Regions from separate parts of the Zea mays genome. Here all the other regions are linked to region 4. Evidence: chromatin contacts called from public Hi-C and HiChIP or PLAC-seq data. All regions are on one chromosome and are shown on one strand. Each heading gives the region's core, a stretch centred on a gene start, on an enhancer-like site or on the middle of the called end of the contact. The rest is flanking DNA. Distances are from core to core; before and after follow the strand shown.

Region 1 (5,968 bases), core at 2,672-5,171, 200 kb after region 4:
CGAAGAAGTCGACGGACGCGGCGCACCCGTGCACGCGCGCCTGCGCCGTGACCACCTCCTCGATCCGCCGCCGCAGCTGGTAGAAGCTGGCGTTGGAGAAGGCGCGGAACGTGCCGCCCAGCACCAGCTCCTGCTCCTGAGGCTGGGCCTGCTCGCTGCCGCCGTTCACCACCGCCACCGACACCACCTGCGAGTCCAGCGGGTCCGCCTCGCGGGAGACGATGCCCTGCAGGCTGATGACGGTGGAGGCGGCGGCCAGGACGACGGGGTCGGACGCCCGGTCGCCGCCGCCGCCGCCGCCGCGTATCACGGCCTTGAAGAAGCCGCAGCCGGCGAGGAGGGCCCCCGTCCTGGACCCGACCACGGACGTCGGGTGCTGGTGCGACACGTGCACGGCGAAGATGGCCTCCACGCCCTCCAGCGCGCCGTCCTCGATCATCCGCTTCGCGCCGCAGCCCGACTCCTCCGCCGGCTGGAACAGAAGCTTCACCGTGCCCTGGAACGCGTGCCGACCGAAACGTGAGGAATGGCATGACGACCACACGATCCTTAACTGACCAGCAAGCACCAGCATCATCCGACCCATGCCTTCAGAAGCGGTGAACCAGGGATGAGTGCCGTACCAACCCCCAACAGCACAAGTCCATCCATAGCAATCGACAGAAACTAAACAACAGCATTGCGAGAGTGATCAAGAGCACGTGGGGCGAAAGAATTGAGATACCAAAAAGGAACCAGGAGTAGTGCTTGCTGGCACGACTCATGACGCTGACATCCTCCGCATGATGCCACCCTCCGCGTGGTGGTGGTGGCGGCATGCCATGGCACATCGTTTTCGCACTTTGTCGCACTTGCTTGCTCATCTTTAGCTATCGTTTTACGCCGCGACGGACCCAGAAATTAAAGACAGTCTAGACGAAATTATCAACTGCTAACAACTACATATACGAGATTATCAACTGGACTCAAATATTTAGACTTGTGTGCTCCTTTCAGTGGCAAGGCAGCCCAGGCCACGCAGCCTATGTTTGCCTGGGTGGTGAGTCCGCCTCTCTGGGTTTTTTTTTTTGCGCACATGTTTTCCCCCAAAAAAGCGAAATCTAGCGACTTAAATCCAGATCACGTCCCCAGTACTCCACTCCAAAGAAGCTAAGGAACAGCGCTGCGATGAGATGGTATCATTTGCGGGATCATGGAGGCAGGCAGTAGTGTGGTGTGTTTGCAGTTGCAGCTTCGGAGACTGATAATGCCCGTTTGGATGAACAAACTTTTTTTAAAAAAAAACTTGTCATGGTTAGAGAGAACCAGCTATATCTATTTGAAATTTCGCAACAACAGAAAAAAAACTATATTTGTTCGGAGTAGCTTTTTTTGTAAGCTAGGTGGCTGAGTATTTTTAAACTGATTTTATTATAGCAGTAGTGAATAGGACAACAGAGAGCGGGCCTGAAACCGAAAAGACGGGGGGCAGCGGATGGCGTCGTAGGCAGGCCGCCGGAGTGATATTATACGTACCTTGAGTTGGTGCTCGCGAGCCTTGAGGATGCTGGCGGCGCCGAGCAGCATGGCCACATGCGCGTCGTGGCCGCACGCGTGCATCTTCCCGGGGACCCGGCTCCTGTGCTCCCACTCCACGGCCTCCTGCAGCCACAGCCACACACAGTCAGCATTGCATCGTCCTCGAGCTTTTTGGGCGTGGAAGAAGTGCCCGTTCTGGGCACTCAGGCGGATCTTCTCCCCCCGGGCGAAATCGGCGTGCTCGCCCCCGGGTTTACCAACGGCTCATGCCATTTCGGGCAAGGAACCAGAAAGCCCTCCTTTTTTTTGGTTTACCCCGCTGGCCGCTGCTCTCCCCCTCTCTCTCTCTCTGCGTCTGTCTGAGATGGGTGGGTGCGGTGGCCGTGAATGGTCCCTCGAGATTCGGTGACCACAGCTGCTGGTCCTGACGAACTCAACAACAGCCAGCCGTCTGCCATCACGTCGTGTGTTTCCATCCCCGTTGCATCGTCGTCGCGAGGACCACAGGACCAGGGCAAGTGTAGTGTTGTGTAGGTGGTGGGGCTAGAACAAAGGACGATCACGTTTTTTTCCTCTCTCTCAAGAAGGGAAGCATGCATGAGGCACCCGTGCGCTGTCTGTCTGTCCTCCTCCTCCAGGTGGTGGCCGACGCGGCGCCCGCAACTACCCGACCCCAAGCCGAAGCGAAAGGACCAGCAGTTTTGCGTTGCACGTTGGAGCACCCAGCCCTGCTGAGTACTCTGCAAATCCCTACACACCCTTTTCTTCTTTTTAGTAATAAACCAAATAATAGTACTCCGTTTCATAAATGGGCGAGAAAGTTGCTAGAATATAATATAAGTGAATTGTCCATATCATCCTATTAGTTTAAGCTTTAGTTAAATTGGTTGGTGCATGCAACTTAATATAGTATAAATACTAGAAAAATAATAATTATTGTTCGCTCCTATATTCTACGCCAAATATCTAAAAGAGACTCGACGTGAGCAGGATTGTTAAAATATAATATAAATGAATTATTCAGCTCCCATCACCTTAAGTTTTTTAGGTTAAATTGGTTGGTGAATGCAACTTAATAAAAGTAATCATGGTGCGTTGCTAACCTAAGTATCGTGGTACATTAGCACAGTGCAAGTTTGTTCTGAATATAGGAGTATTTAGGAGGTGTTTGGCTTGAAAAAAAACTAATCCATTATAGATAAGGTGGTACATCATGAGTTTATTTCAAAAGCAAATTGGTGGAATGAATGTATTCCTCGTATTATTAATAATTATTAATCTACGAGAAATGAAATAACGATGGATCAACACATTTAATTTCACAAACCAAACAAGAAAGTGAGAGTAAAAAAGACGACGGACTACCTCTTTCCTTTTCCTTAAACCAAACATATTAATAAACCAAAAACCATGGTGTGCGCCATCTCATCTCATCCAACGCACAGAGGGCGGCCGGTGTGTCTGTGTGTTATAGCAACCGCATGAGCTGAATTGTGCAGGGATTTCGTGGCTCGCGTGGGGGACCATTTGAATCGTCAAGGAAATAATTGTTTTGCCGCGCCTCCGAATGACGTCTCTTCTTCTCGCCCGTCTCAGATTTCGAAAAACGGGTTCGAATCAGACGAAGAGAGATCGAGAATACTAGTTCGTTGAAGGGTTGCTACGCGCATGGGGGTGGTGAGCATCACGAACGTACGTACGTCCATGCCGGCACACGCTGACACGCACGCACGCACGCGCACGTACCTGGATGGGCAGCGCGTCCATGTCGGCCCGGAGCGCGACGACGGGCGGGCGGCCGGTGCCGAGCGTGGCGACGACGCCGGTGCGCGCGACGGGGTGGCGGAACCCGACGCCCAGCGCGCCCAGCTCGTCGCGGACCAGGCGGCTGGTCTCCACCTCCTCGTACGCCAGCTCGGGGCGCTCGTGGATCCGGCGCCGCACCGAGCGCAGCCACGCCGCCAGCTCGGGCCGCCCCGCCAGCCCCGCGATCTCCTCCCTCCACGGCGCCCCCACGCCGTAGCGCTGGCGCCGGTGCTGGTGCCTCCCGCTCGCGTTCGCGGTCGCGGCGCCCTTCCCCCCGCCGCCGCGCATCATCGCGCGCTCCACGGCGCCCAGGATCGCGTCCTCCTCCAGGAACGCCGCGCCGGCGGCGCCCGTCACGGGGATCACCGCCAGCGCCAGCAGCAGCAGCAGCAGCGCCGCGTGGCCGCCGCGGTCCATGGCCGTATGAGACTGGCGAAGCGATGGGCGCCTGGGCTGAGGTGCTGCGCCGGAGCAGGCTGGTGCTGGAGCGGCAGCGGCGGCAAAATGGAGGGAGGTGGAGGAATGGCGGGGATTAAATTGCGCGGCCAGGCCGGGCGACGGCAGTGGCTGATTTTTTTTCCGCGCGTCGTCTAGGTGGGGGCTCTCCCTGTCTGCGGCTGCCAGTGTCACCTTTCCGATTCAATTCGGCTCGTGGCGGAATCATTGTAAACCACTCGACCCTACTGGCATTATTAGCGCCGGGACGGGCCCGCGCTGACAGTGACGCATCAGTGGGCGACGCCTAGTGGTAACGCCTGTGACGCCCCTCCCTGATAGATTTGTGTAGCGTCCCATGTTGCGACCAACCGTCAGCATTCATCCAGTGGCATTCTGCTGTCGTGTAGTAATCTTGTAGTAGGGTACTTGGTACTCAGCTCAACTCAGGCCTTTTTTTTCTTGTGGGAGCTGTCAGAATTCCAGTGATACTAATCCAGTAACACTAATCAATAATCATGGTAGCGTTTTTTTCTAATAATATCCAAAAAGAAATGTTCGTCTCGGCAAAAGAAAAGCACAGCGCCAGGTGCAGCAGGCCACGGACGGTCTGGATTTGTTGCTCTGAGCGGCCGTAAGCCTGCAACTGCTGCGAATGACGGAGGCAGGTGACGTGTTTTTTTTTTTTTGAAAGCTCGGGTCACAGGTGACTAGGTGAGGCAAGCGGATGATGTAGGCGGTGGCGCAGGCAGGCGCAGCACAGCTCGGCGTGCACTGACGGCTTTTCAGCATTCAAGCCTGATGAATACTCAATTCTCAAGTACAGTGCGGTGCGGTGTGGAGGCCACGAATGTCTCGCGACGGTGGGTTTATTCGGTTATTTTGGATGCACATCGATTGGAGGGAATTAATATGAATCAGAAAGATTTTTAATTTAATAAAGATTAAAATTCTCTCAATCCCTCTCAATTCATATGGATTGAAGTAGAACCGAACAAACCCGAAATAGTTTTTAAGGGGTAGTTTAGAAAACTTGATTTTTTTTCAAGCAATTTTTATTTTTTTTCAAAATAAAATAAACTAATTTTTTTCTGAAAAATGAAAATCCTATGAAAAAATTTAGGTTTCCAAACTAGTTTTAGAGTGCGTTCGTTTGTTCAGGATTGAGGCTAGGAATGATTCCACGTGATCAACGCTTATACAAATTAGGTAAACATTTCTGGTTAGATTGGTTCTAGGTTATAATTCCAGAACAAACAAACGAACACACCCTTAAGAGATTCATTGTTAATAACATAATCGTCTGCGTTCTTTCTTTCTGGCGGTAAAACATATACAGGCAAGCCAAGTTTTCTGATACTTAGTGTTTCCTGCCATAAATTTGCCAACACCGTTTATTTGTCTTGATAATTATTTGTCTTGATAAATGCATCCAACTCATGCTTTTTCTCTGGAATCCTGTGTCAAATAGATACTAGTAATATTTTTATAGATGAATTTACTATGCACAAGTAATTAAAGGTTGTTATAAGTTTGTCAACTATCCTATGTCTCTTTTCACCTTTTTTTGAACTACACCTATGTCTCTATAAACCAAACATCCCCTTCTACTACATACTTATTAAGGTCTTAGCTTAAATTACCGATGGGGCTTGAGAAACTTTCTATTGTTTTTTATCCGTTATATTTGTGTGAAGCGAATAAAAGACGTCATGTTAACACATATGAAATCGAGTACATGTTACTCAGGCTCAGATTATGCAAGATCTGAAAAAGATAGAAAGTACATGTTATGTTATATATTCACACTCGTAGCAGAAGATATATCGTGGGAAAGCTCAAAACAAACTATCATTGTATTAGCGATAATGTTTGTTTAGTGTGTGACATGTTATGAGGCAACGAGTTAGGCTACGAGGCTTCAGAAGTTTGTACGTTGTTTATAAGTGGTAGACAATATAACAAGACCACTTAAGTTATATTGCAATAACGAATCGGTAGTATTTCTTTTATGATACCAAGTCAAGTGATGCTGTCAAATACATTGATATAAAGTATTATATTATAAAGGAGAAAATTCAGGATCAAACAATTAAAGTTGAGCATATAAAGACATAGTGAATGCTATAGGATCCGCTCACTAAAAAAGGTCTTTTCACTAGCGTGTTCAGAAAACGCATAGCCGACATAGGTTCAATGGAGCACATGT
Region 2 (5,302 bases), core at 2,219-4,718, 240 kb after region 4:
TACCTCTATGTTCCAATTCTTTTTGTTATTCTATTTATGTTCATGTTGAGATCATTAATGTTAATTGGAACATAGAGCTTAACTTGAGTAACACGTGCCACCACAAGGGTTTAATGGGACGCCCTTGGCTGATTAACTAGGAAAGCTAGTGGAGGTCTACCTTACCCGAAAGGGGCAAGGGCAGTAGGGGAGTGGTCAGTGTAGGGAGGTCCTTGGTTGATTTTGCTGCGATGGCGGTCAGACAAGAACCCTGCATTGGAACTTACTATAAACTGTAGCGGGTTTTCTGAAGCTAGTGGAACTTTGTAAAGGCCTCGTAGTGTTACCCTGCCTCGTCTCCTCGGTAGAGGTGTATGGGAAGTCGCGATCACTTGGCAGATGGGTAACATGACTTGTGGGTAAAGGGTACAACCTCTGCAGAGTGTAAAACTGGTATACTAGCCGAGCTCACGGTCATGAGCAGCTCAGGACTCTCTGATGTTTAAATTATGGAATTTAAATTCAATTTTGTCATTTGCATTGCATGAGTTTATTATTAATTTTGTTCTATTACTTTACTTATGGTTTGGTATTTACTTACACTTAGTAACTGCTAATATAATTTTGACCAACCACTTAAAAGCAATGCTCAGCCTTAACCCCTGTCATTGATTTAGCCTTACACATCACATGAACTCACACATTTGTGAGTTTATGTCCACTGGTTCGCCACAACTTGTTGAGCTATGATCATGTGTGAGCTCACCCTTGCTGTCTCACACCCCCCACAGGAGAAGAACAGGTGGTTCAGGAGGAGCCACAAGGCGAGGAGTATGATCTGATCTAGGTGGCGTTTCTCAGTTGAAATTGGCGCCGACGATCCTTAGTTCGTTTTATGTTTATTCTTTTATTTTGTAATAAGTCTTCCGCTATGTAATAAATACTCTGATGTTTTATGAGATTTATCTCTATGCACTCTGTTATTATATATGTTGTCTTCATGGCGCATGTATGAGATGCACATGGCTTTGTCCCTTAAAGCCAGGTGTGACAACCGAATTTTTTGCATTTTAACCCTTCGTCGAAAACAATATCACGGTTGGACCCTAGAAAATTTTAATGTCATTTTTGGACCCTTTGCTCGGCGCCATAGCCTATGGCGCCGAGGTAACACAGCTCGGCGCCATAGGATATGGCGCCGAGGTAGGTGCTGCGCTGGACCAAACAGACGACGTGGCGCCGACGTGGTACCGAGCTCGGCGCCATAGATCTTGGCGCCGAGCTCGGTTTTGTACATAAAGGTTGTTTAACTCAGTTGGTAGAGTGTAAGGCCCTTAACCTTGTGGTTGTGGGTTCAAGCCCCACAGTAGGTGTTTTTTTGTATTTGTCACTGATTTGTTTTTTGTTGTCCAGATTTTTTGTTTATGTCGCTGATTTGTCCGTCCAAATTTATTTGTCATCCAGTTTTTTTGTTTTTGTGACTGATTTGTCTATTCATCCAGATATTTTTTTGTTTATTCGGTAAAAAGAAGCACAGATATTCATGAATTGACTATCCTATACGATGGCCTATTTGGAATGCAAGATTATTATATAAATTAATACATGAATTTTGTAGTCTCACCAGTTTGATTTTATACAAAAGCACGTGAAGAAAAAAACTATTGTCATATTCCTGTGTTAGGATCAGTACACATGCATCTGGAAATTATTACTCTCATACAGCTTTTTCTCTTTTCTAGATGGGATTGGCACCTAATAATTTCTATATGTGGGGTAACCGAATATTTATGTGGATTCGTTAGCAACGTGGCTTGAAAGATTTTGAGTGAACAAAATATTTTTCTTGGAGTTGGTTTTCAATATTCGAAAAGGTAAAAAATAAAAGGCCTATATGTCGAGTCCTAATCCTAACACAGGAATATGGGAATAGTTTTTTTTCTTCATGTGCTTTTGTATAAAATCAAATTGGTGAGACTACAAAATTCATGTATTGATTTATATAATAATCCTGCATTCCAAATAGGCCATCGTGCGTTTTTTTCCACTTAACCATCGTGCAAAGGTTGAACGACACTAGCCACCAATAGAATTACAGTTTCAAAGCTTGGATCTTAATTCCTTCAAGTCTATCAGAAGTGTCGGTGATGTGATTTATTTAACGTTTCTTCTTTTTGAACTAGAAAGTTTATATATAACACACATTTGAATTTCGTCAAAATAGTAACTATGCTGGCACAGATTTTTAAAATGTCTAGTTTCCAATATAAATCAGCGCACGTTTCATCATCTAGTCCTAGGAACAATAATGTGGACAAAAAAAAAACAAATCAGTGACAAAATAAAAAGTATTGAACGCCAAATCATGGGACTTGAACCTATGACCATAAGGTTAAGAGTCCTACACTATACCAACTGAGCTAGACAGACTTTATGATTATATAACCAAGCTCGGCGCCATAGATCTTGGCGCCGAGCTCGGTACCACATCGGCGCCACGGAGTTCGGGTTGTGCCAACGCAGCACGTACCTCGGCGCCATAGCCTATGGCGCCGAGCTGTGTTACCTCGGCGCCATAGGTTATGGCGCCGAGCAAAGGGTCCAAAAATGACATTAAAATTTTTTAGGGTCCAAACGTGATATTGTTTTCGATGAAGGGTTAAAATGCAAAAAATTCGGGTGTGACAACCCTACTGATTCCGGCGCGCGCCATTTATTATTATGTCTAATCAGTTCGCATCATCTGATTTAACTTTTTATTTTAGTACTTCTCATTTTGTCATGATTTCTATTCGAAATTTAATCTAGAATTTGTCTAATTATTCAACAGTTACTCCGATCCAACTCGGCAGTTTGGCGTGCTCCCGAGCGTTTGCATCGCTGGGTGAGTCGATGGGTTCGCCACCCATGCCACCCGTTATCCTCTTCCTCCTCTCCATCGGTGGGTGCGTGCGCGGCGCGCCACAGCAAGGTTGACGACGACACGACGGGATCCGGAAGGACGGCGGCGCCGTCCGGACCGGTTCGGGAAGTCGCCTCTCGATCCGTCGCCGCACCACAAGGAGCACATTCACCACGCGGCGAAATGGAATGCGGATGAATGGATGATATGTTTATAGATAAATAAATAATAAATAAATAAAGAAAGGAACTCTGAAAAGGGCATCCCCAACCGCCGCTTAGATAGCTGCGCGCGCGCGCCAATGGTAGCGACGGGTCGGCGGCCACTATTTACTAGTATTAATTGGTCGGCACTGGAGCTGATCACGGCCGCCGCCGTCGCCGTCGGCAGTCATGCGCGTACTTGTCCGGCGTCTCTCTCGCACCTCCGTGGACGGACGACAGAGAATCCGGCCGGCGGGTGCTCCGTGGCCATGGGTTGACTGGGTGGATAGGCTGGCCGCGGCCAGGCGGCGGCAGGCAGGCGGGGGCGCTTGAGCTGTGTCTGTGACTCCCCTCTGATCCTGACACACCACCCCACACCACACGCCAGCAGGTACGCAGTGCACGAGAGAGAAGGGGATCATATTTTACACTGCGCCGTCAATAGAGAAGAGAGCGGCCAAACCGGCCGACGAGCGAGCGAGCGAGCAGGGTGGCCAGCATCTTTTCCTTCCGTGGATTACTAATTATGCACAACTTTGCAGAGGTCAGTAAAGGCCCGTTTGTTTCTATTAGTCCTAAGACTAAAGTTTATTCTAGGGACTAAATTTTAATCTGTATCATGTTTGGTTGTAGGGACTAAACAGACTCTAAATACATTAAATACAGCACATAAAAACTAAAATGTCCTTTTTTTGTTTGACACCCTTTTCTAGAAAGGGTAATTAGAGTAAATGTTGCCCTTTAGTCCCTTTTTAGTACCCATGTGAGGGACTAAAGACTAAAGCCAATTAGTTCCTACTTTAGTCCTTCCGTTTGGTAAAATACAGACTAAACAGTACTAAAAACTAGGGACTAAAGATTAGTCTCTCTAACCAAACGGGGACTAAGTACGGATCGTTTTTTTAAGAAGCAAGTTGAGAAAACTGCTTATTTTATTATTCCAAGGGCGAGTTGCCTTTAAAACTGATCAGCGGGCCTTAATACTCAGCAAATTTTTTTTTGGTTTTTACCAATATCCTGCCAGTCCTTGTTGCGTTTCTTCAGTAGAACAAGGTTTTGTACTGAAATACTGAGCACTCTGGCATGAAAAAAAAAAGAATTATGCACTTGCTTACCTTTCTCTTTATTACCAGCAAACAGAGGTTGAAAGCTATGTCCTTTTTTTTTTTTGGTTTCACTTCGATGGACAAAGAAAGATGCCCTGTTTAGCCGCGATTATAATTCTGGTTGCGGAATCAGCTACGGGTCATGCATATATTGATCTGGACGCCCTCATTAAATCTCATGAAAGATTGTATTCGGCCTCCCACCAAATGGCTCATTTCATTTTTTTGTAAATGTGTACAAATGAACAAGCCATAGATTTGGTGTTCGGTGGCAGCCAATCTTAGCTAAAAGTCACTTATCAAGGATGAGCTGGGTTCGTTCAACAATTCTCCCTTATAATTTTATATACAAGAAGGTCCATACATCCCCTTAGACAAGTGCTTGGTTTTGTGGTAGAATATCATAAGTTTCCTGGACAGATTTCTACGGGACTAGATAATCTAAGGCTTGCTTTTGGTGACATTATTTCATCTGACGGGTCCTCTAAAATGTTAGCACTCAAAGGTAAGATGTGTGAAGCACTCATCAGCACAATGCTTTTCGTGGATGCTTACACGATGTGCATGAGCACAACGCTGGCTGCTATGGTGGACATTCACAAGACGTGCATTCACAAAGAGAAACAGGATACGCTTATTAGCGTTGCTGGTGTGGGAACACTTAAAAGGATATAATGCTAAGTGCTCTTTTGGTCTGTCTCTAGCTAACAACTACCCCATTACATCATCTACTATTTTAAATTTCACTTCACAAATAGTACCATCTACGGTACAAATCCCCTACGGCTACTTTACACGATTCACGGCGGACAGTCTTAATGCTCAAAAGGTATCCATTAATCAGGAAAAATGTTAATTGAAAAGGTTTGGGGTTCATGCTTCTTGCTGTCGAAACTGTACAACGTGTTACTAACTATTTTTCCCATTCACTTCAGCATGAGACCTGGAAGTGCCCCAACCACCTGCTATCCAATCGATCCAACAACTATGAAAAATTTCATTGAAGACAAATGGATTGGTCTCTTTAGGATCAAGTGCGCGCGGACTGTATGTTGGGTACAGAGTATCAGAAAGTTGTGCTCCCTATGGATTCTAGTACTTTAAGGGATGTT
Region 3 (5,990 bases), core at 273-2,772, 170 kb before region 4:
GTCTTCAACGTCCCTTACTACTGAAGGAATCAACTGGTTTGACAACCTGGACGGCCGTGGGGGCTTGTACATCCTCCATGTCCTCAGCGTCCATCTTGGTGGTGGTGAGTGGCACTTGCACCAGTGGCCTCCATCCCCTAAATTCTGTGCAGGAGCGCCTGGCTCTGGCTGCAGCGCCGTGGCAGGGCGAGGCACGTGTGGCGGCTACCGAGGTGCTTAGGCGTGATGTCTAGGTGGTGGCAAGGATGAGCAGGAGGGCCTTAGCGCCGTCAAAGCAGGGGTCTCCGCCTCGGGGGCGATCACGATGCGTGGGAGAGGGAGCCGCAGCGCGCGGATCTGGGTCGCGGGGCGCGCGCCCCAGCAGCGCGGCCATAGCGCGCCCTGCGCGATCTGCAGCGACGCCGCCGTGATGGGCAAGTCGAAGGCGGACCGCAGCCCGTCCGGGAACCCGAGCCTCGACGACAGGCCCGCGGCGAGGACGTCGCGGAGGTTGGGCGGGAACGCGAACCCCATCTCGGCCTCGCGGGCGCCAGCTCCAGCTCCGTCAGGCCCGGGAGCACGGCCACCCCGGAGGCCCGGAGGTGGCGCAACAAGCATGTAGACGCTGAGCTGAGGCCTGCACGGCATGGCGAGCCCCGACGCCACCCCCATACTTCTCGGGCGCGTCGTCGCGGTGCCTCAGCGGCGCCGATGAGGTGGACAATGAGGAGGCGCTGCAGTGGGTCATGATGGAGCGACTACCGTCCTTCGAGCGCCTGCGCACGGGCCTCGTGCGGCCGGCGGACGCTTCCGACGGCGGCAACGCCAGCGACCGCGGCCGGAGGCGCCGGCACACGCACGAGGAGGTGGACGTGCGCGCGATGGGGCTCGCGCAGCGCCAGGCTTTTGTGGAGCGCGTGTTACGGGTCACCGATGAGGACAACGAGCGCTTCCTCAGGAAGCTCCGCCCGCGCATCGACCGCGCCAACATCCAGATCCCCACGGTGGAGGTGAGGTTCCGGGGCGTCAACGTGCAGGCGGAGTGCCACGTCGGCACCCGCGCTCTGCCCACGCTGGCGAACGTCTCGCTGGACGTGGCCGAATCGTTGCTGGGACGCGTCGGGGTCAAGCTCGGCAAGAGGAAGACGCTCCACATCCTCAAGGACGGCTCCGGCGTCGTGCGCCCGTCCAGGATGACGCTGCTTCTCGGCCCACCGTCGTCCGGCAAGACGACGCTCCTGCTGGCCCTGGTCGGCAAGCTGGACCCCACTCTTGAGGTCAGCAGGGAGGTGACCTACAACGGCTATGGGCTGGACGAGTTCGTGCCGGAAGAAGGCGGCATACATCTGCCGACACGTCCACGAAGAAGGTCGGCGGAGACGGAGACGGCGAGACGGCGCGGAGGCGGGTGGTGGCAGTGGCGGGCTGTTGGCGGTGGATCAGCCTCGTGGGCGACGCCACCGAAGGCTGAGCGGGGTGGTGCCTGCACGGCGATGGGTGGCGGCGGGGTGGTTGCCAAAGGCAGGGACGGCTGCGACGGGGGAGGGGGCGGGGGCGGAGCACGGTCGGATCGCTCTGGATGAAGCGAACGGTCCAGATTCACGGATGACAGAACCAGAAAAGGCAGGCTACCCTTAGAGCCTTAATAAGTAGTATAGAATCCTTGATAAATAAGAATAATATTGAATTACATTTTTACCTTCGGCTTGATAGAAGGTAAAAATACAAGCGTGACGCACGAGCGAGTATAAGTCAGTGTGAACAGTACATGGGTACTGTTCATCTATTTATAGGCACAGGACGCAGCCTGTGTAAAATTACATTCATGCCCTTCATATTTAGTATTAACTTAAGAACAATCTATCGAGGACTAAATAGTCTTTTCCTCCTCAAGTCGGTTCCTTTTTCTGCTATTGAGTCGAAGCTTCCTTGCGCACAACTTCGGCACTGGTTGAACCTTTGTTCTGGCCCTGCTTTCCATATTATGTACAACTTCATCCCATGTCCGAAGATTCCTGCACATATGTTATGCTTTGGGAAACATTGTTAGTCATGTTTTTGAGGACCTTCGGAAGACGAAGGCCCCCCAACAGTAGCCCCTCACAGTATTAATTTGTTATAATAACGAATTCAGACTGCGACATGAATGAAGACTTTAAGCCGAAGGTCCGAAAAAACACCTTCCCTTTGCTAGAATAGCAACAATCAATGACAGATGGGGCCCTTCAAGCTACAGCGTGCTAAGCGTATAAATATGAACTCACACCTGCTGTATTTTACATGCCATCTCTGTCGTTTGCAATATTTTCTCGAACTTTTTAGTTCTTGCTCACTAGCTCTCGCTAGATTTTCAATCTTTTTGAGCTTCAGCTCAAAGACGTGTTTTCACCATGTCTAGAGAAAAAATGATTGAGGAGACGAAGCTGACTGAAGAGACGAAGCTGTTCGAGGAGAAGAAGGCCGCAGATCCTTATATTGCTGGATTCATTGAGTCGATGGCAAAAACAAACACAAAGAAGGTTACTAAAGAGATACTGGAAGGTTTATCTGAAGATACTGGTGACATCGATAGCTATGACGTGGAAAGTGGGGATGAAGATTCTGAAGATCGGTCCTGGCGGCCAAGCCATGCTGTCTTTGGAAAATCGACCATTAAACAGAGTCATCTTGAGAACATGAGAGGAAGGTACTTTCGGGATATGTCTATTGTGAGGGCTAGCGGAGACAACAACGTCCCTGCCCCTGAGGAAAACGAAGTTGTTATTTACCGAAGCTTCTTCAAGGCTGGGCTTCGGTTCCCTTTGAGCAAATTTGTAGTTGAAGTGCTGAAAATCTACCAGATCTTCCTCCATCAGATCACCCCCGAAGCTATAATGAGGATGTGTTTTTTGTCTGGGCAGTAAGGAGTCAAGGGCTAGAGCCAAGCGCGAAGTGCTTCTGCAATATGCACGAACTTTTATATGAGACGAAGGCTATTGGTAAAGAACAGTACCACAACAACTTCGGTTGCTATGGTTTTATCGCTCACCCCAAAGCAAGCCACCCTGTGCCAACATTTCGGAAGAGATGGTCCGGAGCCTGGATGGAAGAATGGTTTTATGTGAAGAATGATTTAAAGGCAAGGGAGGACATGAAAGAAATCATCATGCGCCCCATTTGGTCCCGCTTCGGCCTCTGAAGGCCGAAGGTGGAAATTGATGACGCTGTTGAAGCGTGTCAGAAGGCTTTTAGCACCGTTTGCTCCTTCATTGGTACAAGAGATTTGATTCAAGAACATATAGCCTTCAGAGTATGGCCGCTTGTGGAAAGCTGGGAAATGCCGAAGGAGACCATCTCTGGCTCCGATGAGGGTAATTTAGTCCGATTGAAGTATACCTTCAGGTTTGAAGATAAGTTTGATGAGCCAAATGATGACTGGCTAAAATGCATTGAAGCTACTAGTGACTAGCTACTTGGGGCATACTCCAAGAACGAGGACAATGCCTTGTCCGTAGCTTTCGAGGGTCGGAGTAAGAAAAGATCGAACATGGTATTTGATGCTATTGGCTTCATATACCCTGACTATTGCTACCGGGAAAGGTTGCTGCTTGGGCCATTACAACTGAGCCGAAGGGCAAGAAGATGAAGGTTCTAACTCACCGGCCACGTTATATTGAACCAGCCGTGATACCGGAATTTGGCGAAGGTATTTCTTCAGCTGCCAAAGCAAAAGAAATTGCTCCAATTATGCAGAGCACTGAAGAGGCGACCATGATGCCGAAGATGTCCATAGCCGAACCAGTAAAAAATAAGGCAGATAAGGTTGAAGAATCAAAGGCTGAAAAAATAATACAATTTCCAAACATTTTGAGCCTTCCGACAGAGGCAACACTGCCGAAGGTACAAAAGGCTTCTGCTGCAACTCCCAAGAGGAGAAGGATGGCGAATGTGCTAGATGTTGTGCTAGAAACGACAAAAGCCTTGAGTCCTGCTCCTACAAGGAAAGTTGCCAAAGCTGCCAAAGCGCAACCCGAAACTGATGCTAAGCAGGCAGAAGTCGAAGCTACAAAAACTCAGGCTAAAACCGAAGCTGGGCCTTCAACGCCCGCCGCGATGAAGCCTATCGTATGTGAGGAAGAGATGACAGGACAGACTGCACCTAAAAAGGTCGAAGCTCCTGCTCCCGAAGCTTCGAACAAAAACATTGACTACATTATTCGTCATGCTTCGGGAAAAGAACTATCCCAAGAAGAAATGCTAGAAGCACGACACTACGCCCAAAAATTGAAATATCCAAAGGGGGCGTTAGTGTTTAATGGTAGTGATGAAGAAGATTTTTTGTATTGTCTCCCGGATAACAAAGAAATATCCGTTTGTCGGGAGATAGGTAAAAGCATCGGATTCCCGAAGCTGGAAGACGACCTTTCGATTTTATCGAAGGATGAACTTGCTGACATCCTAGCATATAATAGCATAAAGGTATAAAAGTTAACTTTGAATTTGAAAATGTGGTATTTCATTTGGTATACTCAATTTTTCCCTCCTCTTCCAGAGCTTGATTCTTAGTAATGCCCTTAGGGCGTAGAAAAATATTGAAGACGAAGGCTATACGATGGCTCTGAACAACCTTCGTTGAGAGGTGATCGAATTGAGAAACGAAGGTCTTGAAAAAGACAAAATCTTAATTTCTCTGCTTAACAAAGTGAAAGAATACGAAGCTAGCTTCAAAATTCAAGCCGAAACCCAAAAGATTGAAATTGAAGACCTTCGGAGGCAACTGGCCGAGGTTAAAGAAAAATGCGCACTCGAAGAAGCTAACCAAGAAATCAGCGAATATTGGAAAAAATCATTTAGAGAAAAATGTTGAAGAACTTCGCATATCCAAGGAAAGATGCTTCGAAAAATCTTTGGACTGTGTGAAGAAAATAAAAGCTAGTTTACCCAAAGTGGGTGCCTATTCTACCGAAGAAAACTTCATACGAGGCGACCCCGAAGGCGTTATTGAATGGATAAGTGGAGAGGACGAGACCTTCGAAGAAATTTTAAGTGATCGTGGGGTTGTTTGCGTGTTTTCCGGTGCGTGAGGAATTTCAGCTATCTTGGAGAAGGCGGGATGTGATCATATCAAGACCATGGCCCAGGCCGAAGCTGCCTTCTCCGTAGACGATACGAAGGATCCTTCAGCAGAAGCAACCTTGATGGACGGAAGATTTTACAATGATGTTTGGGTGAATGGTGGCCGCGAGATGGCTCACGAAATTATAAAGAAAAGTGAAAAGGACACTCATGAAGCCCGAGCAGAAGCAAGGCGAGCTGAAGAAGCTGCAGAGCGCGAAAAACGTATAGGTATTGCTCTCTGGCTTTTAGCTTCGGCAATTGATTTTGTGGCTTCGGACTGATTAATTTTTCCTACTTCAGTTGAACTATCTCCGCCGCCGGAACTGGTCGACCCCCTGTCGGATCCAGAAATGAAGGAAGCGCTAGACATTATAAACATGGCTGAATCCATTGTTGATGAAGTTGTTAACAGATTACTTCATAAAGTTGCAGAGAAAGTCCTTAAAGAGGAGTAGCACTTATTGTAAAAACATTTTGAGATGGTCAATGTATGAGACACTAGAATGGACACTGTACTGATATTTTAACAAGACTGTAATATTTGTTGTATGTAGCTTTGAATCGAATATGTAAATTATCGTAATTCATTTCTTTGCGATGCATGAAACTTTACATACATACCGTTTTTGAGCCTTCCCTTCTTTTCATGCTTCGTAAAGAAAAAGATCCATATTTCATAACAATATACATGCTTCGTAAAAATAGATCCCTTCTTTTATGACAAGGCCGATGAAGTTGTATTTCCCGAAACTTACTTCGTGCCTTAGCACATTTTCATTTTTACGAAGCATTCGCCGAAGATCAACTCCGTGTTCAATTGTCGCGTCATTGATGCGATATGATGTATGATGTGATGCTATGCGGAATGATGTGATGATGTGATGCAAAATGATGCTGATGCCGAAGACACATAC
Region 4 (5,788 bases), core at 2,811-5,310:
CCCCCAACGAACGGGGCACGGACGTCCACTCGGATTACCCGCTTGCAGCTCACCAGAGACACCATGTTCGGTGCCCATCGAGGGTAACATGGCGCACTCCCCCCCCTCCTCCTTGCGGAAAGGCGACGTAGGGGCGTATGAAAAAAAGCCGAGTATGTCCCTGATCGCCCTCTCGCCCTGTGCGGAGGCTCGGGGGCTGCTCTCGCAAACCCGGCTCCAGCCGAACCGTTGACAGCGTCAACATACCAGCCCGAGAGCTTGGGCCCCGACCGTGCACCCGGGCTACGGCCAGTTCGCATGAGGGAACAACCAGACCAGCCGAAGCATTACGCAAGGCATTAAGACCTCGAAGGAGTGAAACCACTCCTCCGAGGCCTCGGGGGCTACACCCGGCGGGTGCGCTCGCGCGCACCCACCGGAACAAAATGCAACCGAGAAAGGCTGGTCCCCTTGCAAAAAAGTGCGACGAAAGCCTCCAAGCGAGTGCTAACACTCCCTTGGAGGCTCGGGGGCTACTGTCGGGGACCATAATTAGGGGTACCCTCAAGACGCCTAATTATCAGCTGGTAACCCCCATCAGCATAAAGCTGCAGAGGCCTGATGGGTGCGATTAAGTCAGGGATCAGTCCATACGAGCGACTCGATCACGCCTCGTCCGAGCCTAGCCTCGGACAAGGGCAGCCGACCCCGAGGGACTTCCGTCTCGCCCGAGGCCCCCCTTTAACGGCGGACACATCTCCGGCTCGCCCGAGGCCTTGCCTTCGCTAAGAAGCAACCCTGACTAAATCGCCGCACCGACCGACCGAGTCGCAGGAGCATTTAACGCAAAGGTGGCCTGACACCTTTATCCTGACACGCGCCCCCCGGCAGAGCCGAAGTGACCGCCGTCACTTCGCCGCACCACTGACCGGTCTGACAGAAGGACAGCGCCGCCTGCGCCACTCCGACTGCAGTGCCACTTGACAGAGTGAGACTGACAGGCAGTCAGGCCCTGCCAAAGGCGCCATGGGAAACTCCGCTCCGCCCGACCCAGGGCTCGGACTCGGGCTAAGACCCGGAAGACGGCGAACTCCGCTCCGTCCGACCCAGGGCTCGGACTCGGGCTCAGACCCGGAAGACGGCGAACTCCGCTCCGCCCGACCCAGGGCTCGGACTCGGGCTAAGACCCGGAAGACGGCGAACTCCGCTCCGTCCGACCCAGGGCTCGGACTCGGGCTCAGCCCCAGAAGACGACGAACTACGCTTCGCCCGACCCCAGGGCTCGGACTCCGCCCTGGCCTCTGCCGAACGACCTCCGCCTCGCCCGACCCAGGGGCTTGGGCTCGGCCTCGGCAACGGAAGACAGACTCGACCCCAGCTTCGGAGGAGCCCCAACGTCGCCCGGCCTCGGGCGCGGGCCCGCCACGTCAACAGGGAGCGCCATCATCACCCTACCCCGAGCCGACTCGGGCCGCAGAGAACAAGACCGGTGTCCCATCTGGCTAGCTCCGCCAGATAGGCAATGATGGCGCCCCGCGTGCCCTGTGACGACGGCGGCTCTCAGCTCCCTTACGGAAGTAGGGGGACGTCAGCGAGGACTCGACCGCTCCGACAGCTGTCCCTCCGCCAAGCTCCGTTGCTCCTCCGACAGCCACGACATCACGCCAGCAGGGTGCCAAGATCTCTCCGGCTGCCACATTGGCATGTACTTAGGGCGCTAGCTCTCCCTCCGCTAGACACGTAGCACTCTGCTACACCCCCATTGTACACCTGGATCCTCTCCTTACGACTATAAAAGGAAGGGCCAGGGCCTTCTTAGAGAAGGTTGGCCGCGCGGGAACGAGGACGGGACAGACGCTCTCTTGGGGCCGCTCGCTTCCCTCACCCGCGTGGACGCTTGTAACCCCCTACTGGAAGCGCACCCGACCTGGGCGCGGGACGAACACGAAGGCCGCGGGATTTCCACCTCTCTCACGCCCGTCTCCGGCCACCTCGCTTTCCCCCCTTCGCGCTCGCCCACGCGCTCGACCCATCTGGGCTGGGGCACGCGGCACACTCACTCTTCGGCTTAGGAACCCCCCGGTCTCGAAACGCCGACAGTTAGATAGCTAATAATCAACCTATATAGGCTTGTATGGTGACAGAGAATTGGAAGGGATAGCAAGGGATTTTCTTTTCCATAGATCTCTTCAATTCCTTTGTCATCAAACTTGCCCTATTTTCTCTTCCATATATCTCTTCCATATATCTCTAAGTATTTAGATGCTTGGCTAACAGGTTCGTATGTTTATAGCAATGGATTATTTAGCTCTTGTGCTCAGCTAGTATGTTAGTGTGAGCTTAGCTAGCTTTTTCTGACTATTTTTTATATAACTACATATTTTTCTCCATTTTAAATAATAAAATGGTGTTCATCTAGAATGACAACAAGCTCTAAATTTTACTCTATAAAATTTAAGAACTAAATTAGATCCCTAAATTTTACACTATAAAATTTAAGAACTGAATCAGATTAGGATCGAGCTTTATTCCTATTTACTTTTGAACTTAAATTAATTAAGGGTCTAACTTATTACGAAGAAATATTTAGATCGTGATCCATTACCATATTTATGTGCATCTGAATATATACTTCTGTTTAAGTATATAGTAAAAGTGTATCTAAAAAGATCAAAATATATTATAATCTGAGACGGAGGAAGTAACAATTAATCTCTGGTGTCAAACAGCCACTCTTCGTGTTTGCACACGGGAGTCCACTGGAGTACACAAGAAAGAAAGAAGAAACCCAAACTGAAATTAAAAACCAACAGCCCGAATTTGCATTAATAGTTACATACACGATTCCTCCTCCTCTCTCAAAAGTTCTCCATGACGGTCCGACGCCTCTAACAGTTAAAACGAATCACTCGAGCTGCGCGTACCAGACCCCCTGGATCTTGACATCCTTGGGCGCCTTAGCCCCGAGGTCGGTGTCCGACGGCTGCACGCTCTCGAATACGCCAATGACCTCGCCGGTGTCCGGGTTGCTCTTGGTGACGCTCAGCGTGATGTTGCCCGTGGACGAGGCGGCGTTCTTGATGTTCTCCTTCTGGAGCTCCTCCTCGTCGCCTCTGCCTCCGGCGGGGAGCGCGACGGCGTTGTCGTATCCGGTGGAGCCGCCGCGGCCCTTGGGGTCGAGGAAGGAGGAGCCGCGGTAGCTGGGCACGAGGAAGGGCCCGCCGAAGCTGTCCGGCTTGCCGGTGGCGACGAGCTGCTTGACGGTGAAGAGGAAGGGCACGCGCTCGCCGCCCGGGAGCTGCACGGTGACGGCGGCGTAGTCGATGCCGTCCTTCTCCTCGAACTTGAGGGTGCCGTCGGAGGCGACCTCGAGCGGGCCCTCGATCTCGTCCAGCGTGTAGGTGAGGCGGGTCATGAGCTTGGTCTTCTGGAACTCGGGCGGCGCGTTCTTGGCGATGCCCTCCGCCTTGACGGTGAAGGACGTCGGCTCCAGGCACAGCTTCTTCATCTGGTACTTGCCGGGCTTGAACGGGAACGAGTCCACGCCGCCGTCGATGGTCGGGCACTGGTTCGCCGTGCCCGTGCCCTTCACCTCCAGGTACGTCTTGCTCTGGATCTCGTCGTAGGTCAGCCTCTTGGGCGTGCCCTCCGCGCTCGCGCCCTGCGCACACACGTGTCATCAGCTTCGATCGACGTTGTTGAGGAGCAGGCACAGGTAAGCGTAAGCTTGCTGATAATGCACGCTTATCTTATACTTACCGAGACGAGGAGCGCCGAGGTGGCGAGCGCGAAGCCGGCGAGCTTGGCGGCGTCGACGCACTTGCTGGCGACGTCCCTGACGTCGGACTGGAGGGAGCACGTGATCCTGGCGGCGCCGGCGTCGACGCCGAACGCCCTGGCGAGTTGCGACGACGGGCGGGACGACGGCAGCGAGGCGGACGGCGCCCGGCCGCCGATCTTGGCCGGTTGCATCAAGGTGGCCGCGGCTTGGACTTGGAGCGAGGCTGCCATCGTGGTCGTCGCGGGCGGTGTTGCCTTTTGCCCTTTCTCCTCTCCTCTGTCTGTCTGGTGGGTGGGTGCGTGTCGTGAAGGGCGCTTTGTGAGGGCGGGTGAGTTTGTCGCCATCTACGAGCAGCTGAGCAGAGGCCACAGAACGCAGGATAAGAGCATCGGATAAGGAGTCTCCTCCCATTGGTGACTTGGGGCTATGGAGATGCCGAGTGCACGCGTGGCACGCCCAGGTGCCACTCCTCGCTGGCCCCTCCTGTGGTCGTGCTGGCCGCTTTTGTTTTGTTTTGTAGGGGACCACCCATGGTCAGACACTCAGACCATGACATGAACATGACATACTGTGTTTAGTGGAGTAACTGAAGTTTATCTAAATCAGTGATATGTTGCTCTTGTGTTGTCAATAATACTATCAGTATAAAGCATTTACTCAAATCTAGCTTATGATCCAGCACACATGGACTACCTACTGTATATTACTCTAGTGTAGAGTTAAGACCGTCGACTTTGTAAGTGTATGTTAATTAGGTTTACAAACTTTAAAAATAGATTTCTATATCCTTAAGTGTAAGTGATAAGGTGTCATGGGTACTGCTACATTAGCTCTTGTGCCATACGGATGATAAGGTCTCGATCAATGGCAGCGCGGCACAGCGACACGCAGATGAGGAACATTGAGGGGAAGGGATCAACTGCGTCAATCAGACTTGGGTCAGCATGACAATAAGAGGGAATCAGAAGGCTGGGGTCAGTTAGTATGAACCTATAGTGCACCGTTTAACGAGTTTAGGTATTCAAAAATGCATTTTTTTTTAATGTAAACCTAAGTGACATAGTTTTTTTAGCAAGTCGGCACAGGAGCTCCCTGCCTAAATTTTATGTTTTCATTAACAAAAGAACTATATACAAATGTAAAGCTACAAAGGAGACAAGGCTTTCTGGCCCAAAAAGAAACAAACGAGAAGGCCTAACTATAGCTCTCTCTCTAAAGAATGAGGGGACCTTGTCGATCGGCTTTCCTTGCCTTTGATACACATCAAACAGAGTTCCTCTTTGAATTGAGCTTTTCAAGTATTTAGGTTAATGTGGTTATTTTCAAAAAAAGCAAAAGAACTTCATTTCTTGTAGTCCAGATGATCCAACAAGGAGCGATGAAAATCTCTCTGAAAATGGGACTGTCAAAACTTGTTCTAGCCTCAGTGATCGTGTGTCTAAAGGTTGCAGACTCAGGTTCCGACTGATGGAAATTGTGTTCCAGCAAGATTGACTCAAAGAACATTTAAATGAGAGGTGGAAACTAGCCCCCTCAGAACCTGAATTGCATAAAACGCAGATATAGTAATCAAGAGCCTTGTTTTTTTCCTTCATAGAAGGTTTCTTATATCGAGTCTATCCCTGATGAGGATCTAGAAGAAAAACCTATTGTCAGGGAAATAAAATAGACACAAAGATTTACGTGAAAAAATCTCCTTCAATATAGAGGAGCAAACAACCACGAGAAAATAGATCAACTATCAACCGCATAGTACAAGTTACAGGGAGGGCCTATATTTATAGGCGTACAGGAAAGCATATTCCAAATATATAAAAGGAATAAGAGGCATATTCCAACAAATCTCCCCTTGACTCTAAATCTATAGAACCATTTCACAAACACCACTAGGATGCTAAATTTGAATATCAACCAAGTCTAAGGAATCATTAGACTTGGAACTCGAGCATGGCTTCGTATCATCAAAATAACCCCTCTTCTAGAACGCAATAGAAACAGCTTCACCATCAACTATTGAACATTGCAAGT
Region 5 (5,633 bases), core at 818-3,317, 170 kb after region 4:
AGAGATCATTAGCTAACCATGCGAAGACATCTTTGTTATTGAACAGGAACCTTATCAGGGTTTTCTCCTGCTCCTCAGACAATTGAGATCCTAGCAGCACCTTCTGCTCTGCTATATCTTCACATAAAAGCATGGGCTTTGGCTGATCAGCCGAAGCAGCCTTCTCCCTTCTGTATTTGTATTGCTCACAAGCTTCGGCCTCATCTATGTTATGGATTGCTTTTGAATCTGTCCAGTTTCCTTCGGCCTTTCTGGCAGCTTCCTGACTTCCATGAATAGCAATAGGCCCTTGATCCGAAGGTATCTTCATGCAAAGATATGCTGGGTGAAGAATTGCTTCAAAAGCATTGAGTGTCCCACGACTAATGATTGCATTGTAGGGGTACTCCATGTCGACAATATCGAACACAACTTCCTCAGTCCTTGTATTGTTCACAAATCCGAAGGTCACTGGCATTGTGATCTTGCCAAGCGCTACAATCTGCCTTCCTCCGAAACCACAAAGAGGGTGTGTAGCATCATGAATCTTATCCTCTGGCTCTTGCATCTGTCTGTAGGCCTTAGCAAATATAATATCCGCTGCACTGCCTGTATCAACCAGAACATTGTGGACCAGAAATCCTTTGATGACACAAGAAATAACCATAGCATCATTGTGAGGGTAATCCTTGAGCTGAAGGTCCTCTTGGGAGAAGGTAATTGGGATGTGGGACCATCTTGACTTGATGAAAGGTCCTTGCACCCCGACATGATGTACCCTTCTCTGTGCCTCCTTCTTCTACTTCTTGTTGGCTGGCTCTGAGCATGAACCGCCTGTTATCGGGAGTATCAGCTTCGGAGCCGAAGCAGCTCCATTTTGATTGTTGAACGAAGCCATCAGCTCAAAAAAGTGGAAGTGAGTTCACCGGAGGTGGACGCCAATGTTGGGGACTTGTTCTCAAATGCTATGAATTAAGAACAAGGCAACACAAAAATGTTAAGTATTAATGCTCTTCATCCGCTGAAGCATTATCTCCCCAAGGATTTAATGAGCTTCGGACGAAGGTCATGAGTAAAATATCACGAAGGTCACACCTTCGTGATCAGACTTATAAAACAATATGAAACATGAAACATTATAGAAAGATATATTAAAAATAGATAGCTCTATTCGCACATTTTATTATGTGAACTTTAAATATTAAAATACAGTATTCAAGTACATTTATACCTTCGTCTTAGCAGAAAACAATAATTCCAGCGTAATGTGTCGGCAGCTACAGGATTGCGTGAACAGTACATGGGTACTATTCATCTATTTATAAGCACAGGGCGCAGCCTGTGTAAAATTACATTTATACCCCTTACAATCGACTATAATAATGACACAAAACATTGCGGGTCTTTTAAGTCATTTCATCTTTAAGTCGGTCCACCCCTTCGTCTTGAGATCTGTCACCGTGCCGAAGCTTTATAGGTGATAGCTTCGGCGCTGCTTCTGATAGGATCTGCCGAAGGTGTTCTATTTCTTTAGGATCTTCGGCTACGAAGCATACCTCAACAATTCTTTTATTGTTTCTCCACATGTTCCTTCCCACATAGTACCCTCTTTCAAACTATGTATGCATCCGCACATATTGTACATTTATTAAATGTATAGCAAAATGCGTTTTCCGTTTCTATTTTCTGATAAGGAAGATTTTCATTGTATTTAAAAGTCTGATTAAAATCATCTCCCGGCCTTGCATCTACAAGATGTACACAGCCAGAAAAGAAAGAAAGAATTAGAGAACATGACAAACATGATGTTATTGGCTACATGACTAGAAAAATCAAATGTATTGTAGTTTTTTTACAAGTATTGTATTGTACTATTGTAGTTTGGAATTGAGGGACCATATGAAAGAGCCAGTGATTTTTGGAGTTTTGACCTGTCACTTTCCCGTATTTGACTCATTAGCGACGCATGTTTGATGCCGCCAAACATGTTTTCTGTTCCGCGAGCGAGCAAGTGTGGTGTGGAGTGTTGACCCCACAGTACAGAGGCCACCAACCTTTTGACACCCCACAGTCACTCTCTCCCACTCATTAAATACGCGCGCACGAGCCCCACAACGCTCTCACGACACTCCACACTCCAAGCGAGCTAGAGCTAGAGCTATAGAGATCACTCTCCTTCTCCGCGTGAGGTAGTGACGCCCAGCCATGGCAACAATGGCACTGCGCGCCGTGGCAACGGCGCTGCTGGTGGTGGCGGCGTCCGTGTGCGGCGCGTCGGCGTCGACGCTGGTGCTGTACAACCGGTGCGGGGAGACGGTGTGGCCGGGCATCCAGCCGAGCGCCGGGAAGGAGGTGCTGGCGCGCGGCGGGCTGCAGCTGGCGCCGGGGCGGTCGGCGTCGGTGCGGCTCCCCGCGGGGTGGTCGGGGCGCGTGTGGGGGCGGCAGGGGTGCTCGTTCGACGCGGCGGGGCGCGGGCGGTGCGCCACGGGCGACTGCGGCGGCGCGCTCTACTGCGGCGGCGCCGGGGGCGCGCCGCCGGCCACGCTGGCGGAGATCACCCTGGGCACCGCGTCGTCCCAGGACTTCTACGACGTGAGCCTTGTGGACGGGTACAACATCCCCATCGCGATGACGCCGGTGCACGGGTCGGGCGCCCGGTGCGCGGCGGCCGGGTGCGTGAGCGACCTGAACCGCGTGTGCCCCGCGGGGCTCGCCGTCCGCGGCGAGGGCCGCGTGGTGGGGTGCCGCAGCGCCTGCGCCGCCTACGGCGCGCCGCAGTACTGCTGCACGGGGCAGTTCGGGAGCCCCCAGCAGTGCAAGCCCACGGCCTACTCCCGCCTCTTCAAGTCGGCGTGCCCCAAGGCTTACTCCTACGCCTACGACGACCCGACGTCCATCCTCACCTGCTCCGCCGGCGCCTCCTACGTCGTCACCTTCTGCCCGCACCGCCGCTGAACTTTTATTTTTTTAAGGTCTTCGGCCGCGTGTTGTTAGTTATCCTCTGCCTGCGTTTGCGTTTTGATGTTCTGGCGTGCGTTCGTTTCACTTGCCTCCGTCACGCGTCTTCGGAATCTCCAGATCTTCCTCCCTAAGTATAGCAATGCACTCGGCTCTACTGCTGCTGCGTTTTGAAAACCTGGGATCTGAAATCTTGAACAGTAAAAAGTAGCTGCGGGCATTCTCCAGATCTGGATCGTTGCACAGCAGGACAAACACAAAAGGGAAGCAGGTCGTGCAGTGAACCAACAGTACGCCGCATTAGCTACAGGAGGGTGAGGCGAGTAGCTAGTGTAGGCCTCTTTTGGCCGCCACAGGGAGAGTGAGGGACGGGACGTCACGGACGATCGGACCGGACGCCCATCATAATTTAAAAATTTATTCCGGGGAGCGCGATCTCCGAGGCTACTTTTTCCCTGCAGCAGGCAGCACGTGGAGCAGTAGTTACGGTCGGTCGCTATGGCTTTCACCGAGGCGACAGGCCGGAGACCCGGAGCTCATCGGATTCCGGCCGGTTCGTCTTGGCTCTTGAGCCGCCTCCGGCGTCCGGGTTCCAGCCGTCCACGGGCGCGACCGGGCCCGGCACTCGGAGCCGCTGTCAAAAGGGGAAAAAAAACTGTGGTCCAAATGACTCGCAGGCAGCCCAACATTCTCATGCTACTCGGGCGTCGCTTAGGGCATGTACAGTGAACATCAATACGGTTCTAAGAGACAACTAAAAACTTTATTATACAATAGAATATCTATAAATATAGCTTATTAATAAATACATACTCCCTCCGGTTTCCTATTAGTTGTCGTTTTGGATAAGGTTTGAGTCAAACTTATAAAATTTTGACTACAAATAACTATTTTGTTATTTAGTTTTGGAACCTAATATTTATATGCACCAATTTATCATAAAAAGTACTTTTATAAAAGTATAAATGTATTAAGAGTTCATTTGTATTTTAACAAAAAATATTGGTCAAAGTTATATTTTGGAGACCGTGTCGTTGTCCTAAACGACAACTAATAGGAAACCGGAGGGAGTAAGTAAATGTGCTTGTATATAGTATCGAATCGATAGAACAAACGATAAATTTGTACAACGAGAAGTGAGAAGACTGTTGCTATTTGTGTTACGAGCTAGATACGTCTCTTTACGAAGAGATAAATATATGATTTTTTTGCAAAAAGATATCTAAAAATCATATACATTAAACACCACTGTAGATGCCTTTAATTCATTTTTTAACCGGAACATTCTCATATTACTCGGGCGTCGCTTGTACACACCAAAACGTTCTCTAATCAGAGACAACTAAACAATTTAAAAAATCTATTATATAATACAGTGCATATATGTAGGCTATTGATAAATACAAAAGTAAATGTATTTATATATCATTGGATCAATAAAATAGACGACAGATTTGTAAAGTGAGAAGTGATATGTCTGTGGGTTACACGTATCTTTACGGAGAAAACGGCTCCACGATTTTTCTTTAAAAACGCTCTTTAGCTAAATTAAACATTACTCTATATATATATAATATATCCTTAATTCATTTTTTAACCGTGGTCTGGTTGTTTGTTTTGGTTGTTGCCAGAATGCCAGTTGCCACCCACTAGTGTTCTATCCTGGCGTTACTCCACTGCACCTACTACTAGTGCCAGTCAACCACGGGTGGCCGGCCGCGTGTACTGCCAGTAACTTTGGATTCTCTGAGCAGCCTGGAACGTGTCTGCGCTGCGGCTCTGCCTACTGCTGCCTGGTGGAGCGGTGGTGGCTCGGCTTGGCCTGATCGGCCGCCAGGTTATGCAGAGTCGGTCACTCGGTGGCTGTGCCTGGCGATGGTGAGCCGTCCTCTGTTTCAGGGTAGCTAAGAGGCACAGTAACTGCAATGAATACAGTTGGCCAAGTGCTCATATATTGATTAACCTATGACAATTAACCCATAAAAGATGAACGAACAGCAGATCTGTCCAAAATATCTGCATCACAAAAAACATAAATATGTAGATCTACTTACAACGCTTTCCAGGACTAGAGTAGAAGAACACGAGTGGACGTGCAAGACGCACTCCCAGAAACTTGATTCGATAGTACCCGTGCAAATCGTCGAATTACCAGTGTCGGTTCAGAGACACCACTCTCCATTCATCTGTTGTACGACAGACGCATAGACGGTAGGGCAGGTAAGCGACGACATTGAGAAAATGAGGAGTAAGAATGAGTTGTGCGCGCCAGCTAGAGGGGTCGCACCAGTCTCTCGGAATCGGTCTGCTAAATTCCAGTAACCGTCTCCTGGATTTTTTCTACGTGCAACCGCACGGAGTTCCCGCATTGCGTGCCCACTACTCCTGATTAACGTGGTAGTCTAGGCGTGGTACTTGATAACTAAATAAATAAACGGGAAAAATAATCTTCTATTTAGAACATGGCACGACGCGATCATATGTCGTCATAAGTCACAAATCACACGTTAATTTTGTGAAAACGTGAAACGCGAGCGTGTGCGGTCAATTCATAGTAGTTTCAATAGCTCTTTGTGTACTGCACACCCTCACTTAAAATTGGTTATCCCCTACCTGCTGGATTTAGGATGGATTCGGATCGGATACGCATGGAAACCAACCCGAATGTCACCATTTACTATATTTTAATTCGAATA

The links. Hi-C and Micro-C count contacts between places; a contact is called where the count stands out from the background. HiChIP or PLAC-seq counts read pairs in DNA pulled down with a chosen protein or histone mark.
Region 1: a contact with region 4 is called in an H3K4me3 HiChIP or PLAC-seq map of leaf, with 3 times the contacts expected there. The contact joins the promoter of LOC100191730 here to the promoter of LOC100191684 in region 4. A contact is called at or near these places in 11 of 25 Hi-C or Micro-C datasets (bundle sheath, ear, leaf and 3 more) and 1 of 3 datasets of contacts at active chromatin or transcription factors (leaf).
Region 2: a Hi-C map of bundle sheath shows a contact between it and region 4, with 2.3 times the contacts expected there. The contact joins the enhancer-like site here to the promoter of LOC100191684 in region 4. A contact is called at or near these places in 3 of 25 Hi-C or Micro-C datasets (bundle sheath, ear and tassel).
Region 3: a Hi-C map of ear shows a contact between it and region 4, with 2.7 times the contacts expected there. The contact joins the promoter of LOC100383783 here to the promoter of LOC100191684 in region 4. A contact is called at or near these places in 7 of 25 Hi-C or Micro-C datasets (bundle sheath, ear, endosperm and 2 more).
Region 5: a contact with region 4 is called in a Hi-C map of endosperm, with 4 times the contacts expected there. The contact joins the promoter of LOC100281263 here to the promoter of LOC100191684 in region 4. A contact is called at or near these places in 12 of 25 Hi-C or Micro-C datasets (bundle sheath, ear, endosperm and 5 more).

Annotation. Positions count from the first base shown.
Region 1 is chr5:53,366,115-53,372,082 of Zm-B73-REFERENCE-NAM-5.0, reverse strand. It overlaps LOC100191730 (IAA-amino acid hydrolase ILR1-like 6), which reads right to left and starts at 3,921. Exons shown (of 3, transcript NM_001399189.1): 1 at 3,265-3,921; 2 at 1,516-1,641; 3 at 1-496. The coding sequence starts at 3,741.
Region 2 is chr5:53,321,692-53,326,993 of Zm-B73-REFERENCE-NAM-5.0, reverse strand. No RefSeq gene overlaps it. Among protein-coding and RNA genes, the nearest start is that of LOC100191730, 44 kb to the left of the region's middle. Within about 2 kb of position 3,468, at least 14 of the 20 cell types and tissues checked have an H3K27ac peak or open chromatin away from gene starts, as enhancers often do. A contact at or near this core is called in bundle sheath and ear, where this site is marked.
Region 3 is chr5:53,730,585-53,736,574 of Zm-B73-REFERENCE-NAM-5.0, reverse strand. It overlaps LOC100383783, which reads right to left and starts at 1,522. Exons shown (of 1, transcript NM_001176418.1): 1 at 1-1,522. The coding sequence starts at 1,135. The coding sequence ends at 545.
Region 4 is chr5:53,564,050-53,569,837 of Zm-B73-REFERENCE-NAM-5.0, reverse strand. LOC100191684 reads right to left here and starts at 4,060. Exons shown (of 2, transcript NM_001137113.1): 1 at 3,739-4,060; 2 at 2,568-3,640. The coding sequence starts at 3,990. The coding sequence ends at 2,885.
Region 5 is chr5:53,392,284-53,397,916 of Zm-B73-REFERENCE-NAM-5.0, reverse strand. It overlaps LOC100281263, which reads left to right and starts at 2,067. Exons shown (of 1, transcript NM_001154182.2): 1 at 2,067-3,164. The coding sequence starts at 2,185. The coding sequence ends at 2,934.